Linked DNA regions of Mus musculus: region 1 is linked to region 2. The links are chromatin contacts, called in public HiChIP or PLAC-seq maps. All regions are on one chromosome and are shown on one strand. Each heading gives the region's core, a stretch centred on a gene start, on an enhancer-like site or on the middle of the called end of the contact. The rest is flanking DNA. Distances are from core to core; before and after follow the strand shown.

Region 1 (6,603 bases), core at 1,595-4,094, 650 kb before region 2:
AGTCCTTAGGTGAGTCACCCAGGTTAGAAGCAAATCAAAGATGTCTGCCTTTATCCAGATCCATTTAATTCCTGACTGTCCACCTCCTCTGCTCCTGAAACCACCATTCAATCCAGTGCACAGATAAGAAAGTTACCTCAGCGCTGCCAGAAGCTCCAAATGCCTTTGCAGGTTGAGGTTATATGGAAGGGAAAGAGAAACGGCTCAGTTGGGGAAGTGCTTGATGTACAAACACAAGATCCTAAGTCTGATCGCCAGCACCCATGTAGATGAGACCTCATCTCAAAGAGAAAGAAAAGAGAGAAACAGGGTGGTTTTCTTTTTCAGTGGAGGTTAGAATCCAGGGCCTCATAAACACTAGGAAAATATATTAACCACTGAGCCACGCCCCGAGCCCCTCACTGGGGGATTCTAGGCAGGGGCTCTACCACTTAGTCACGCCCCCAGCCCCTCACTGGGGGATTCAATGCAGGGGCTCTCCCACTGAGCCACGCCCCCAGCCCCTCACTGGGGGATTCTAGGCAGGGGCTCTACCACTGAGCCATGCCCCCAGCCCCTCACTGGGGGATTCTAGGCAGGGGCTCTCCCACTGAGCCACGCCCCCAGCCCCTCACTGGGGGATTCTAGGCAGGGGCTCTCCCACTGAGCCACGCCCCCAGCCCCTCACTGGGGGATTCTAAGCAGGGGCTCTTCTACTGAGCCACGCCCCCAGCCCCTCACTGGGGGATTCTAGGCAGGGGCTCTCCCACTGAGCCACGCCCCCAGCCCCTCACTGGGGTTTCTAGGCAGGGGCTCTACCACTGAGCCACGCCCCCAGCCCCTCCCTGGGGGATTCTAGGCAGGGGCTCTACCACTGAGCCATGCCCCCAGCCCCTCACTGGGGGATTCAAGGCAGGGGCTCTCCCACTGAGTCACGCCCCCAGCCCCTCACTGGGGGATTCTAGGCAGGGGCTCTACCACTGAGCCACACCCCAGCCCCTCACTGGGGGATTCTAGGCAGGGGCTCTCCTACCGAGCCTTGCCCCCAGCCCCTCACTGGGGGATTCAAGGCAAGTTCTCTGGCACCTGCCCAATGTATAAATAATTTAACATAATTTTTATTAGGCTTCTTTATTTCAGAAATACGTTGGATGAACCATTCTAAAACTTTCAAACATAGCCATTAGTGCATGTACTCAGGCATAGCCATCAACTTCCTGAAAGCCTTTCCTTAGTCACAAGCATGTATGCCATATTCGTGCCTTTGCGCACACACACACCCCACCCCTCCCTATTTTTCTGGTCCCCGGCAGCTGTAATCTTGTCCCAGGGGCAGTTTGCACATCTTCTCTCCCCCCTTATAAACATATCCAAGCTCATAGTTCACAACCCTGTTTCCTCCAAGGTCTTTGTAGGGAAATTTCCAAAAATGCACAGTCATGGGAATTTTCCAAATGAATACTCAAAAGAAAACAAAAATCCAGGCCGAGGAGTTTCTGACTGATATTTCACTGCCCTTAATTTTGGCGTTTTAAAATTTTATTACATTTATTCATTTATGTTATGGGGAGCAGGCAGCCAGTGCCACCATGCACATGTGGAGGGCAGAAGGCAGGAATCCCTTTTTCTCGTCAGACTTGGTGGCAAGCACCTTCCACCTGTTGAGTCATCTTACTGGCCCCGTTTTTGTGCTTTTTTTTTTTTAATTTATTTATTTATTTTGAGACAGTTTCCTTACATAGACCTCAGCATGCCTGGCCTAGAACTTATTGCAATCCTGCCTCAGGTTGCCAGGTTCTGGTACCACAGAATTGACGACCCTGCTGCCTCAGTCTACTGCTTGCTAGGATTCCTGGGGTCACCACTAGATCCTGCCCACATTTTCATGTTGTTGTCTTTTTTCTTTTTTTACCACCGTCTTTGTGTAGCCTCCCGCTTTCTTGCCAGCTGCCTTTGGAACAGGTGCTTTCTGGGCTGCGGGCTTCTTGCCTGGTCCTGTAGCCTTCTTGGCTGGGACGTTAGCTGTAGCAGTTGCTGCTGCTGCTGCCACAATGGCAGCCTGAGCAACAGCTGCTCTTTTTGTGAGCCGCTTTCAGAATAGCAGCTCTTTGAAGTTTCTCTACTTCAGTCTTGATTATTCGGTTCCTCGTTTTCTTTGCCTTCATGACTTTGAGATGATCAAAGTCTGTCATCTTGGCTAACCTTTCTCTGGCACCAATTTTCTTGGCCCATCTTGTGGCTGCCCACTTCGCATCGATGCCTGCCTTCTCCCAAGCTTTTGGTACATAGTTCTGGTGGGCACTGTGCGGGAACTCGAGGATGAAGCCAGTGAGCTGCATGCATTTGAAAGGCGTGGCCTGTTTCCTCACTGAGTGCAGGGTCCGTCCACTAACACCCTCTTTTGATCAATAACACCTACAGTTGCGACCAGCTTTCCAGGATGGGGCCCAAAGGAAATGTAGGCCACCCGGCCAACCTCCACGTAACGTAACGCCTGAACACCATGTTGGCGGCGCTCAGCGAGAGAGCTCATGTTGTTTTCATGTTGTTAGATTCTACACTCTATATATCATCAGTTATTTAACCAGTCCACAGGGCCAGGTGTGGTGGCGCATGCCTTAATGCCAGCACTCAGGAGGCAGAGGCAAGCTGGTCTCCATGAGTTCAAGGTCAGCCTTGGTCTACAGAGCAGATTCTAGCCAGTCAGAGTTGCATGGTGAGACTCTGTCTAAAAATAGAACACACCCGTCTATATTGTGGGATGACATGATCATTTTATATTTTAGCTGCGCAACCGTGCATGCCATGGTGGTTAGTGGCCACGCCACATTCCCAGTTTTTAGTGGAAGGAAATGACATCAACATTTGGCATCTAAGGCCTGGGAGCCTGACTCAGTGGTACAGTACCTCTGAGTCATTTCAGGGCTCAGAACTCCACACTTCCTTTCCACACCTGCTCCCTCCCTGCTCGGATGTTTGCTTTCTTAGGCCTTGCGCCCACCTTCCAACCCAGCTTGATGCATAAGATTGGCCAAAGCCTCTGGGTTTCTGAACAAGATAAAAGTTGTAAAGAATGTCTGGGAAAGATGAATGTCTGGGATAGATAAATCAGGGGGTGCGGAATAGGGAAGGAGGGCCGAGCTGCAGTAGAAATAGTGGGACTAGATCCTGTCGCCAAGGCTATGCCTGAGAGCAGAAGCCTGGATGAGGCCATGCAGAGCTCAGCACCGGAGGAAGGGCATTGTGGGTAGAGAGAATGGCATATGCAAATGCTTTTCTGCCACCAACAGCCCCTGCTTCTGCCAAGACCTAAGTGAGGTTTCAGTGCATGAGCGGGAGGTCCGTGTTAAAGGTACACAGGTAGAGGAGGGGGCAGAGCCTGAGGCTTGCTCTGTCTGAGAGCCCTGGTATCGGATCTGGGTCCGTGCGCCCTCTGGTGTCCGTATAGGGAACAGCAGGAGGCGAGGACTTGCCAAAGCCAAGCCAGTATGTGGCCAGCGCCAGGTCAGTGTCCCTGCCACACCATTTGTGTCCCATCCCAAAGGCTGCCTGCTCACTATCCTCTCTTTCCTAGGAACACGGGTGACTTTCCCAACTCTGTTAAGCGCCAGGGCAATATGCTTCTAATCTCCACCGTAGAGGATGGTCTCAATAACACGGTCATTGTGTGCGAAGTCACCAATGCCCTAGGGTCTGGGCAGGGCCAAGTGCACATCATTGTTAAAGGTGAGTAGTCAGTCCTCAGACAAGAAGGAGAGGGTACAGGAGGGTGGCCCTTAGCAGTGGGATGTGGGTGGGGTGGCCAAGAATGACAGCAAGTCGTAGGTCGCAGACTTCGCCAGCCCAGTCTGGGGCAGGTGTGGGAAACCTCTGACCAAGGAATGTAATAAGGAGTTTTCTGTAAGCGCATGTCTTTCCTCTCAGCTCCAAACTTCTGAAAATAACGACTCTGACACTCACATGTATTTACAAATACTTAGGCCATATAGCTAGGCATGTTCCCCGACTGGTTTATAATTTAATAAACCTGTTAGTCTATTCTAAGTTCTGCCACGTGGCTGTTTACCTGGTCCTTAGTTACATACAACGATCTTTCTCTATATCTGGGGCCCAGTCTGCCCACACTTGGCTCTCCCCCTGCTGGATGTCTCACCTATTTCCTGCTTCAGCTCATTGGCCATAAGCTTATTTATTGACAGGGGATGCTTATAAGAGATTGTCTTCACAGAGGAACTCAGAAATCTCTTTCCGAGAGTGTTGAACATACTAAGCAAAGAAAGGCTTAAAGGGGAGGGCAAGAGACACAGAGATGGCTCAACAGATGAAGGGGCTTGCTGCCAAGCCCGATGATCTGAGTTCGATTCCCATCACTTCAGTGGGAGGAGAGACCCAATTTGCACAAGTTGTCTTCCAACCTCCACTTACCCACCATGGCAAGGCACATGTGCACACATCTGCAGACACACGCACATGAATAATTGTAATTCTTACTTGGGAAAATAAAGTTGTTGAAAGAGCAGCTTCGAGTATGGTTGGATCCGGGTGCTGGTCCAGGAATTTTCTTTACATCTTTTATCTCTGAAGCCAGGCGTAGGGATGCACACCTCTCGACACCTCGGAGGGCTGGTCCAGAAGGATGGAGAGCCTGAATGGCCAGGGCCAACGGTGTGGTTTATTTGGTAGAGTGCTTGCTTAACAGGCATGAGGCCCTGGTTCAAACCCTAGCATGCTATCTACTGGGTGCTGGGGTATACACCTTAATCACAGTGCTTGGGAGACAGACAGGGAGGAAAAAGGGGTGTTCTGGGTTATCCTTGGCTACATAACAAGTTTGTGGTCAGCCTGGGCTACATGAGCCCTTTTCTTAAAACAGAAAACTAAAACAAACCGTCCCACTGTAATAGCCATAAAATGTGGTCAACACCTGGACGCTGTAGACTGAGGGAGGTGGGATTTGGGGCGTTGTTTCAAAGATGCAGGGGTAACATGAAAGCTGGTTAATCCTCACCTGCTTGCCCATTTTCCAGAGAAACCTGAGAATATGCAGCAAAATACAAGATTACACCTAGGCTACATCTTTCTTATCGTCTTTGTCCTCGCTGTAGTCATCATCATCGCAGCACTATACACTATACGAAGATGCAGGCATGGTAAGTCTTTTCCTCCGTAGTAGATTCCTCCACCCTCTTGCCAGAGCCACTGCAAAGGAGTCCCCACTCTGTGCAGCCTTAAACCCAAGCATCCACGGTACAGCCAGGGAGTCTTAGTGTTTTGGATTGGGTTTTGGTAGCTAGGGGCTCTACCACTGAGCCACGCCCCCAGCCCCTCACTGGGGGATTCTAGGCAGGGGCTCTACCACTGAGCCACATCCCCAGTCCCTCACTGGGGGATTCTAGGCAGGGGCTCTACCACTGATCCATGCCCTGAGCCCCTCACTGGGGGATTCTAGGCAGGGGCTCTACCACTGAGCCACGCCCCCAACCCCTCACTGGGGGATTCTAGGCAGGGGCTCTACCACTGAGCCACATCCCCAGTCCCTCACTGGGGGATTCTAGGCAGGGGCTCTACCACTGAGCCACGCCCCCAGCCCCTCACTGGGGGATTCTAGGCAGGGGCTCTACCACTGAGCCACACCCCCAGTCCCTCACTGGGGGATTCTAGGCAGGGGCTCTACCACTGAGCCACGCCCCCAGCCCCTCACTGGGGGATTCTAGGCAGGGGCTCTACCACTGAGCCACACCCCCAGTCCCTCACTGGGGGATTCTAGGCAGGGGCTCTACCACTGAGCCACCACCCCCAACCCCTCACTGGGGGATTCTAGGCAGGGGCTCTACCACTGAGCCACACCCCCAGTCCCTCACTGGGGGATTCTAGGCAGGGGCTCTCCCACTGAGCCACACCCCCAACCCCTCACTGGGGGATTCTAGGCAGGGGCTCTACCACTAAGCCACGCCCCCAGCCCCTCACTGGGGGATTCTAGGCAGGGGCTCTACCACTGAGCCACACCCCCAACCCCTCACTGGGGGATTCTAGGCAGGGGCTCTACCACTGAGCCACGCCCCCAACCCCTCACTGGGGGATTCTAGGCAGGGGCTCTACCACTGAGCCACACCCCCAGTCCCTCACTGGGGGATTCTAGGCAGGGGCTCTACCACTGAGCCACGCCCCCAACCCCTCACTGGGGGATTCTAGGCAGGGGCTCTACCACTAAGCCACGCCCCCAGCCCCTCACTGGGGGATTCTAGGCAGGGGCTCTACCACTGAGCCACGCCCCCAGCCCCTCACTGGGGGATTCTAGGCAGGGGCTCTACCACTGATCCATGCCCTGAGCCCCTCACTTTCCATAGACCACACTCTTGTCTAAGCACTAGCTCTGAATGCCACTGTAGTCTGCACAGGGGCCTATGCTGTGTGGAGGAAGGGCTGTGTGATTTAACTGACCAACCTGCCTGCTGCAGCCACACAGGTACAGGAATGACTGACAGGTCGTAGAAGGCCATCATTTGTGACTGACATTTTTCTTTAAACATGAAATATACCTGCCCCCACCCTATCCCCAGCCACCTGGGTTCTGCCTCCTCCTCTGCAGAATCCTCTCTGATTTCTCACAGAACAGGTCAAGAC
Region 2 (6,467 bases), core at 3,354-5,853:
AGAGTCCCAGAGTGGAATCGCGGTCCTTAACTTTAGGGGCACTTCTTGATGTTCCTAAATTTGGTGGACACCGAGGTTCTCCTGTGGAGGAGTTCTTGGGAATCTGGCCCACGGGGCCTAGAGGGTCTGGATGGGACTCTTCTCCCCTTAGGCAACCAGGTTGGGTCCTAGGGCCCTGGAGCACTCCAGGCCCAGGGCGGCTCCTGGACCCCCGGGCCAGAGGACGGTTCTGGTCCCCCCCCCCCAACCTGGTGGCCGGGGAGGGAGGGGGCGCAGCAGCTGGGGGAGGGGGGCCTTTGTCTTCCTGACTCACCTGTCGAGACAGCTGGTGTGGGGGGCGGGCCCCCGAGTGAGCACTGTGGCCAGCTGCTTTCCCCACACCACAGTCCCTCCCCCTGGGCTCAATGTCGCTGGGTGTTACCCCCTTCCCCAGGCCGTGGGATTGGAGGAGGGGGCGCTGGAAAGCGTCAAGGTCATAGCCTTCTCCCTCAGGGACCCAGGCTCACTAGCTTCTTCCAGCTCTCTTCCTAGGAATTTAATCTTGTAGGTGAGGGGGATACAAAGATTTTTTTTTTCTTTTTTCTTTCTTTTTTTTTTTTTTTGTATGTCTTCCCTGGGACTTGCCCTGAACTCCTGGGCTCACCTGAGGGCGGGGCCTGGCCTGACAGAGGCCTCCCCTCCTCTCAGCCCCAGCCACCCCCACCCCCCCATAATCTCTCCCTTGGGGCCACATCTTGACAATACTGTCTCCCTTCCTCCACTTTGGCTGGGACTTCCTGCCCCAAAGCCCCTGGCTGGAGGAGGAGTCTCCTGGGGACAGTTTGGGCTTAACCTCCCATGTGCACATCCTCCAGTCTTGCCCTCTGACATCTAGGTGACATTCCTCTCTAGGACCCTGAGCTAGGACCCCTCCCTCCCTCCCGGCCTCCCAAGTCTGTCCCTTGGCTTGTGGGAGTGTTGGGATTTGGAGCAAGAAGGGGTACATTGAGACACCCTGGAGACTTCCTGCCTGGCCTTCCCTCCCCCATGGGAGCTCTGTCCCCCTAAAGGGGGTCAGTTCCTCCACTGCGCCCCGCTGCCCCCAGCCCCGCCCCACCCCCACCCGTTTCCGGTCCCAGGCCCGGTGGAAGGCGGATGGCGGATGTCCGAGTTAGTGCCGCCTCACTCGCTGAGACCGTAAAAGGGCAGGAGCAACGTCTAGGCCGGCCCCCTGCACTCCCACCCCCAGCCCCGGTCCTCCTGCAGCCCGCCCCGCTCTGGCTGTGGCCAGTGCCAAACCTCCCTCCCTCCCCTGAGGGTAGGCACAAGTTGAAGGAATCCCCCACCCTCTTAGGAAAGGGTCTCCCTCGTCCTTGGTCAATTGCTGGGCTGTGTCACTTCTCCAAGGACAGCTAGGATTAGAGACAGAGACCCCGACCCATTCCTTATTTCCTTATTCCCAGCTGGGTAAACTGAGCCCTGCCCCCAAGACTTTGAATCTTGGCTCCAGCGCCCTCAGAGGTCTTATGCTGTGGTGGGGAAGGGGGCAGGACTGGTTTGACTGGGGACAGCCCTAGGGGGAGTGGGAAGGGAGGTGGTTGAGATGGAAAATTACAAGATACGGTTCTTTTTCTCCCAGTTTGACAAATATTTGCCGAGTGTCTGCTGCATCCGGGAGCTGGGAAAGGCAGAGAAGGGGTCAGAGGTCTGAGGGCTCTTGGGCAGAATTCTGAAAGAATGTGCCTCACTCCTTTCCTCTTGCAATAACATGAGCAGCGGTTCTTCTTTTCTTTTCTTTTTAAGTGATGTAGCAGGTTCAATCACTCTTCCTGCCAGGTGGGGTAATATGAGTCTGGTTCCGTTTTAAATCTCCACCGCAGTTGAGTGCAGTGCTAGTACAAGCATGTGCTCCCGGTCTTACCCCCATTTTACAGGTAGTAAAACTGAGGTGCAGTGGTGTTAAGGAAATGGCCTGTTAAAGTTTAATGGTTTGGGAGTACGATGTGGTGACTCATGCCTCTAAGGCAGTACTCAGGAGGTGACTACAGGAAGACCAAGAGCTGGAGGCCCTTGGGCTATTGAGTCCCAGTCTCAAAAATATATGAAAATCAGTTTAGAGGTGGTAAAAGTTTGAATTTGTACCTAGGACTGTCTAAATCTAGTAGTATTACAAAAAAAGAAAACTAGAACCATCTATGGGTTTGGTTTTTTGTACAAATAACATACTTTTACCATTAACACTAACCTCCCATAAGGTCATCCTCTGCTACATAGCAAGTTGGAGGCCAGCCTGCATCAGAGACTTAAGAGTTCAGTGTGTGTGTGTGTGTGTGTGTGTGTGTGTGTGTGTGTGTGTGAAAGAGAGAGAGAGAGAGAGAGAGAGAGACAGACAGACAGACAGACAAGGTTAAGGGTGCAAGGAGATGGTGGGTTAAGGTTGTGGGCGGGTAGCAATAGAGGGGACTACCAGTATTTGGCCACCTCTGTCCTCAGAGGCTCCCTCACTCTTAGGGTTCCCAGCTGCCAAGGTGGAGTCTGTCAGCTGCAGGGTTGTGGGTTTGAGTCTGTGTTGTTTCCTTTTATCTAATGGACTCAGAGTGTTGGGAACTCCAGGTCTGGGAAACTGAGGCATGGGACATGAAGCTACATGGAAGGAGGGCAGGTCTGGAACCGGCTGCCCAGGGAGGAAAGAGACTCACCTTCCACTGTGAAGTTTCTGGGGATCGAACTCTGGTTATCAGGGTTAGCAGCAAGCACCTTTACCCACTGAGCCATCTTGCCAGCCCTTCACTGCTCCCATGGATTCCAGATCCTCCTGCCTCCATCTCCCAAGAGCTGGGGTCACAGGTATATACCTCCTGTGGGGATTTTCCACTCCAGCTCCTTGTTGGGACAGGGTCTCACCATGTGACCCAGGCTGGCCGCAAGCCTACAAGGGCTGTCCTGCCCTTGCCTCCCAAGTACAGGGCTCTCCAGCCCAGAACTGCTACCCTTTATTATCCTTTGCCAAAACATCGGGTCCCCAAGGATCCCTTTGGCTCCCCAGTGCATCTCAAGAACCTAGAGTGGTACCCAGCACTAGGCAGTACTCAGCAGTTGTAAACAGCAGACTCAACAGTAGCTGCTGACATTTTGAAGGTCGACAACACTGTTCCAAGCATTGGGCTCCAATTTCCCGACGAACTACTCAGCAATCAGATGAGCTAGATTCAAGCCTCAGCCCCTTGACAGATGATGAAATGCAGGCACAGAGAGGTGAAGACACTTGGGCAAAGATCACACAGCGAACGAACGAACAGAGAGGCTCCCTCTTGAATTCATGTACATTGAAAGATGAGAAAACAGTCTGGTTGATAATTTTAAAAGGGCAAGGTATGAAGGAAGAAGTGTAGATCATGGGGGTGCTGCTTTAAAAAGGTGGGACGCCTAAATATACTCACTCATAGGCAAGTGATGTGCGCAGCTTCTCAGGTGACAGGGGCCTGGGGAAGTCACACTTCCAAGGCTTCACGCTTTTGACCTACATTCACATTTATTTCTTAACCTTTTCTTTTTTAAGGATTTGGAAAAAAAAATAGTTTATTTTGACTTCGGGTGTGTGGAGGTCAGAGGACAGCTCCTGGTAGTCTGTCTCTCCCTGAACCAGCCTCGAGCTCAGGTCCCGAGGCTCAGAGGCAGGCACCTTCAGCTGCTGAGCCATCTTGCCGGTCCTGGTTTGGTGTTTCATTTCCTTGAGACAGGGTCTCACTGTGCGGCGCAGCCAGCCTGGCCTGCTGGCCTCAAACGTGAGATCCTCTTGCGTCAGCCTCCTGAGTGCTAGGATGACTGGGCGCAGGCCCCATCCAGCTGAGGCTGGTTCTGGTTTTTGTTTTTATCCTGGGCTTGAGTTACAAGGGTGTCTCGGAACAAAAGATTGTCAAGCAGAAAGGGGGTGTGCAGATGAAGTGGTCAGGGAGGAACTCTGGGAAGGGAGGACATCTAGGCAGAGCCGGTGGTGGTGGTGGTGGTGGTGGCTGGGGGTGGGGGGAATGTGCAAGTGGAAAGGGGATGTTGGAACGGAATGTAAAGGTTGGAACAGACTGAGCAAAGGCAAGAGGGAAGGAGAGACTGGAGCACAGGGGACCTCACAAACCTTGGATGGGGAGGAGACAGGATTTGGGGAGGGGTTGGGGGAGTGGGTGAAGGGGTGAGTGGGAGGGGACAGGGACATGGGGACGGATTGGACTCTGAGATTGGGTCTTAAGAAGGTCCTTCTATAAGATCATCTTTAAGGTCTAGTTGAGGTTAGGACCCAGCCCAGGGTTATGCAGACAGCAGTATTCCCTCAGTACTAGAGCCATGTCAGGGCAGGACCACCTGAGAGGCCAAAGTGCATCTGGGTGGGGCAGTGATGCCGAGTCTACCCTGGGCGTGTGGCCAGAGTTGGCTCTGGGTGTGGGTGGCAGGTGTGGGTGAGGCTTCAGCCCTGCCCTGCCAAGGGTGCCTGGGCCAGAAACAGTCCCTTGAAGCTATGCTTGTTTCACGTGGCCCCTGATGTTTGGGAAGGACCCACAGCTCCGTCTGCGGTTAAGAGTGGGGTTAAGAGTGGGACCTGGCAGCCAGCTCATCTGACATCAGAGCCTCTCTCTGAGCTGCTCTGTGCCTGTGTGACTGAGGATAGAACACTCCGCCTCTCTGGGCCCTCTCCGCTGTCTGTATCCAGGTAGAGTGCCATCCACCCTGAAGGGACACAGTGGGACAGGAGGAGTGACCTAGCTAGGCTTGAGGCGTGGGCCCAGCTAAAGAGCTGGTAATAAAGCAGCATACATGCAAAGCTGGGGTGTCTAGCCCCCAAGGGGCTTTCCCTGATAAATTCTCACAGCATGGCGTCACGTCCCAGCCCCCAGCCCTGCCATTGTGGGGTGAAGTTTCTCTCCCCTGGAAACCACAAACTTCTTCTTTTCAGGAAAAAGCCTGGTGGAGATGGGGTGAACTCCCCCCACTTCCCCTGTCTGGTGGGGGTGGGTGGGGCCTGAGCTCCCCCCAACTTCCCCTGTCTGTATGTGACCTTGACCAAGTTACTTCCTGTCTGCAAGCCTTACTGCCTGCCCTGGAGAACTGAGTCTTCCAGGAGGACAGGTGTGTTTGTGGGGGTCTTGTGTGATGGAGATGTTCAGGGAACCCTAGTACTGATAGTACTGAGCACTCAGTACTGACTGGGTGAGTGCAGGGTGCCTCAGTGGTGACAGTGACCAAGCCCTCAGTACCCCAGTGTATACTAGGTACTGTGCCGTGCCTAGTACTTTAACCAGATCACAGCCTTCAGGAGGTAGGGACCATCATGTCTTCCCTAAGTGACAGATGAGAGACATGAGGAGCTCTCTGGTCATGTGGAAGAAGGGTTTGGTGGAGAATTTGAACCAAGGTCTGTGGTATCTGACTCTATATTTGAGCTGTTGTTTTCCTACATCAGCCAGTGGCCTCCTCGGCACTGCCCCCCCCCCCCAAGGCTGGACCAGCTGCTCCCTGGTGGCAGGGCAGTCTGTCTGGGCCACCTCTGTGTCTCCATCCCCAGCCACAGGGTGTGACAGTGCAGCCAGGAATTTGTGCCAAATGGCTGTTTGGGCCCTGGGGAACCAGATGGACCAGGTGGCCAATAAATGTGGCCTCAGGGGAGGCAATTCCAGGGCCCTGGGATCTGCCCTCACACTCCGCCCTTCTTATCTGACCTGAGGTGGGGGTGGAGAGGTGGTAGAGATAGGGAAACTAAGGCCAGGCAGAGGCTGTTCTCGGCTCACTCCCGGGCCGTCTGCTAGTCCTGGCAGCTCTGTCCTTTCTAGTCGGCCTGTATCCACTTTTGATTAAGGCTGTAGAGGCTGAGCCCAGGACCTCGAGCAAGCTCTCTGGTCGCCAGCTCAAGCCTTATGGACCCTACTTTATCTCTTTTCTGCCTCTTCCTGTGTGTGGCCTGCCTATCTGTTCACTACATGGTACTACTCACCTATCAACCTATCTTCTTTTATAGTACTGTGGATTCAACCAAGGGCCCGGGCCAGCAAGCTGGGCAAACACGCTACTATTGAGCCACACCCCCAGCCCCTCATTGGGGTTTCTAGTCAGGGTCTCTAACCACTGAGCAACACTCCCAGTCATGCATGTACAGCCACACCCCTGTATATTCATGTACAGGCTGCAATCAGTTCCTGTATCTACTATATGGATCTAAGGAGAATGTGACTGGCCCCTCTGTTTTCTCCCCTGGCAGCGAGACGGTCATCTGTTCCAGCCGGGCTACTGTGATGCTTTATGATGACAGCAACAAGCGATGGCTCCCTGCTGGCACTGGTCCCCAGGCCTTCAGCCGCGTCCAGATCTACCACAACCCCACTGCTAACTCCTTCCGAGTTGTTGGCCGCAAGATGCAGCCGGATCAGCAGGTGCAGGCTCCCTCTGTCCCTCTGTCCCTCTGTCCCTCTGCCTCCCTACCACGGAGCCCGCGTCAACCTGTT

Evidence for each region. HiChIP or PLAC-seq counts read pairs in DNA pulled down with a chosen protein or histone mark.
Region 1: an HNF4G HiChIP or PLAC-seq map of pancreatic cancer cells shows a contact between it and region 2. The contact joins two enhancer-like sites. A contact is called at or near these places in 3 of 39 promoter capture datasets (frontonasal cranial neural crest, maxillary cranial neural crest and pre-B cells) and 1 of 115 datasets of contacts at active chromatin or transcription factors (pancreatic cancer cells).

The regions. Positions count from the first base shown.
Region 1 is chr7:19,907,707-19,914,309 of GRCm38.p6, reverse strand. It overlaps Pvr (poliovirus receptor), which reads left to right. Exons shown (of 8, transcript NM_027514.2): 5 at 3,554-3,705; 6 at 5,007-5,129. It also overlaps the pseudogene Gm16184. Among named protein-coding and RNA genes, the nearest start is that of Pvr, 10 kb to the left of the region's middle. Within about 2 kb of position 2,844, at least 85 of the 459 cell types and tissues checked have an H3K27ac peak or open chromatin away from gene starts, as enhancers often do. A contact at or near this core is called in pancreatic cancer cells, where this site is marked.
Region 2 is chr7:19,264,582-19,271,048 of GRCm38.p6, reverse strand. It overlaps Vasp (vasodilator-stimulated phosphoprotein), which reads left to right. Exons shown (of 13, transcript NM_009499.3): 2 at 6,224-6,395. Among named protein-coding and RNA genes, the nearest start is that of Vasp, 4.0 kb to the left of the region's middle. Within about 2 kb of position 4,603, at least 198 of the 459 cell types and tissues checked have an H3K27ac peak or open chromatin away from gene starts, as enhancers often do. A contact at or near this core is called in pancreatic cancer cells, where this site is marked.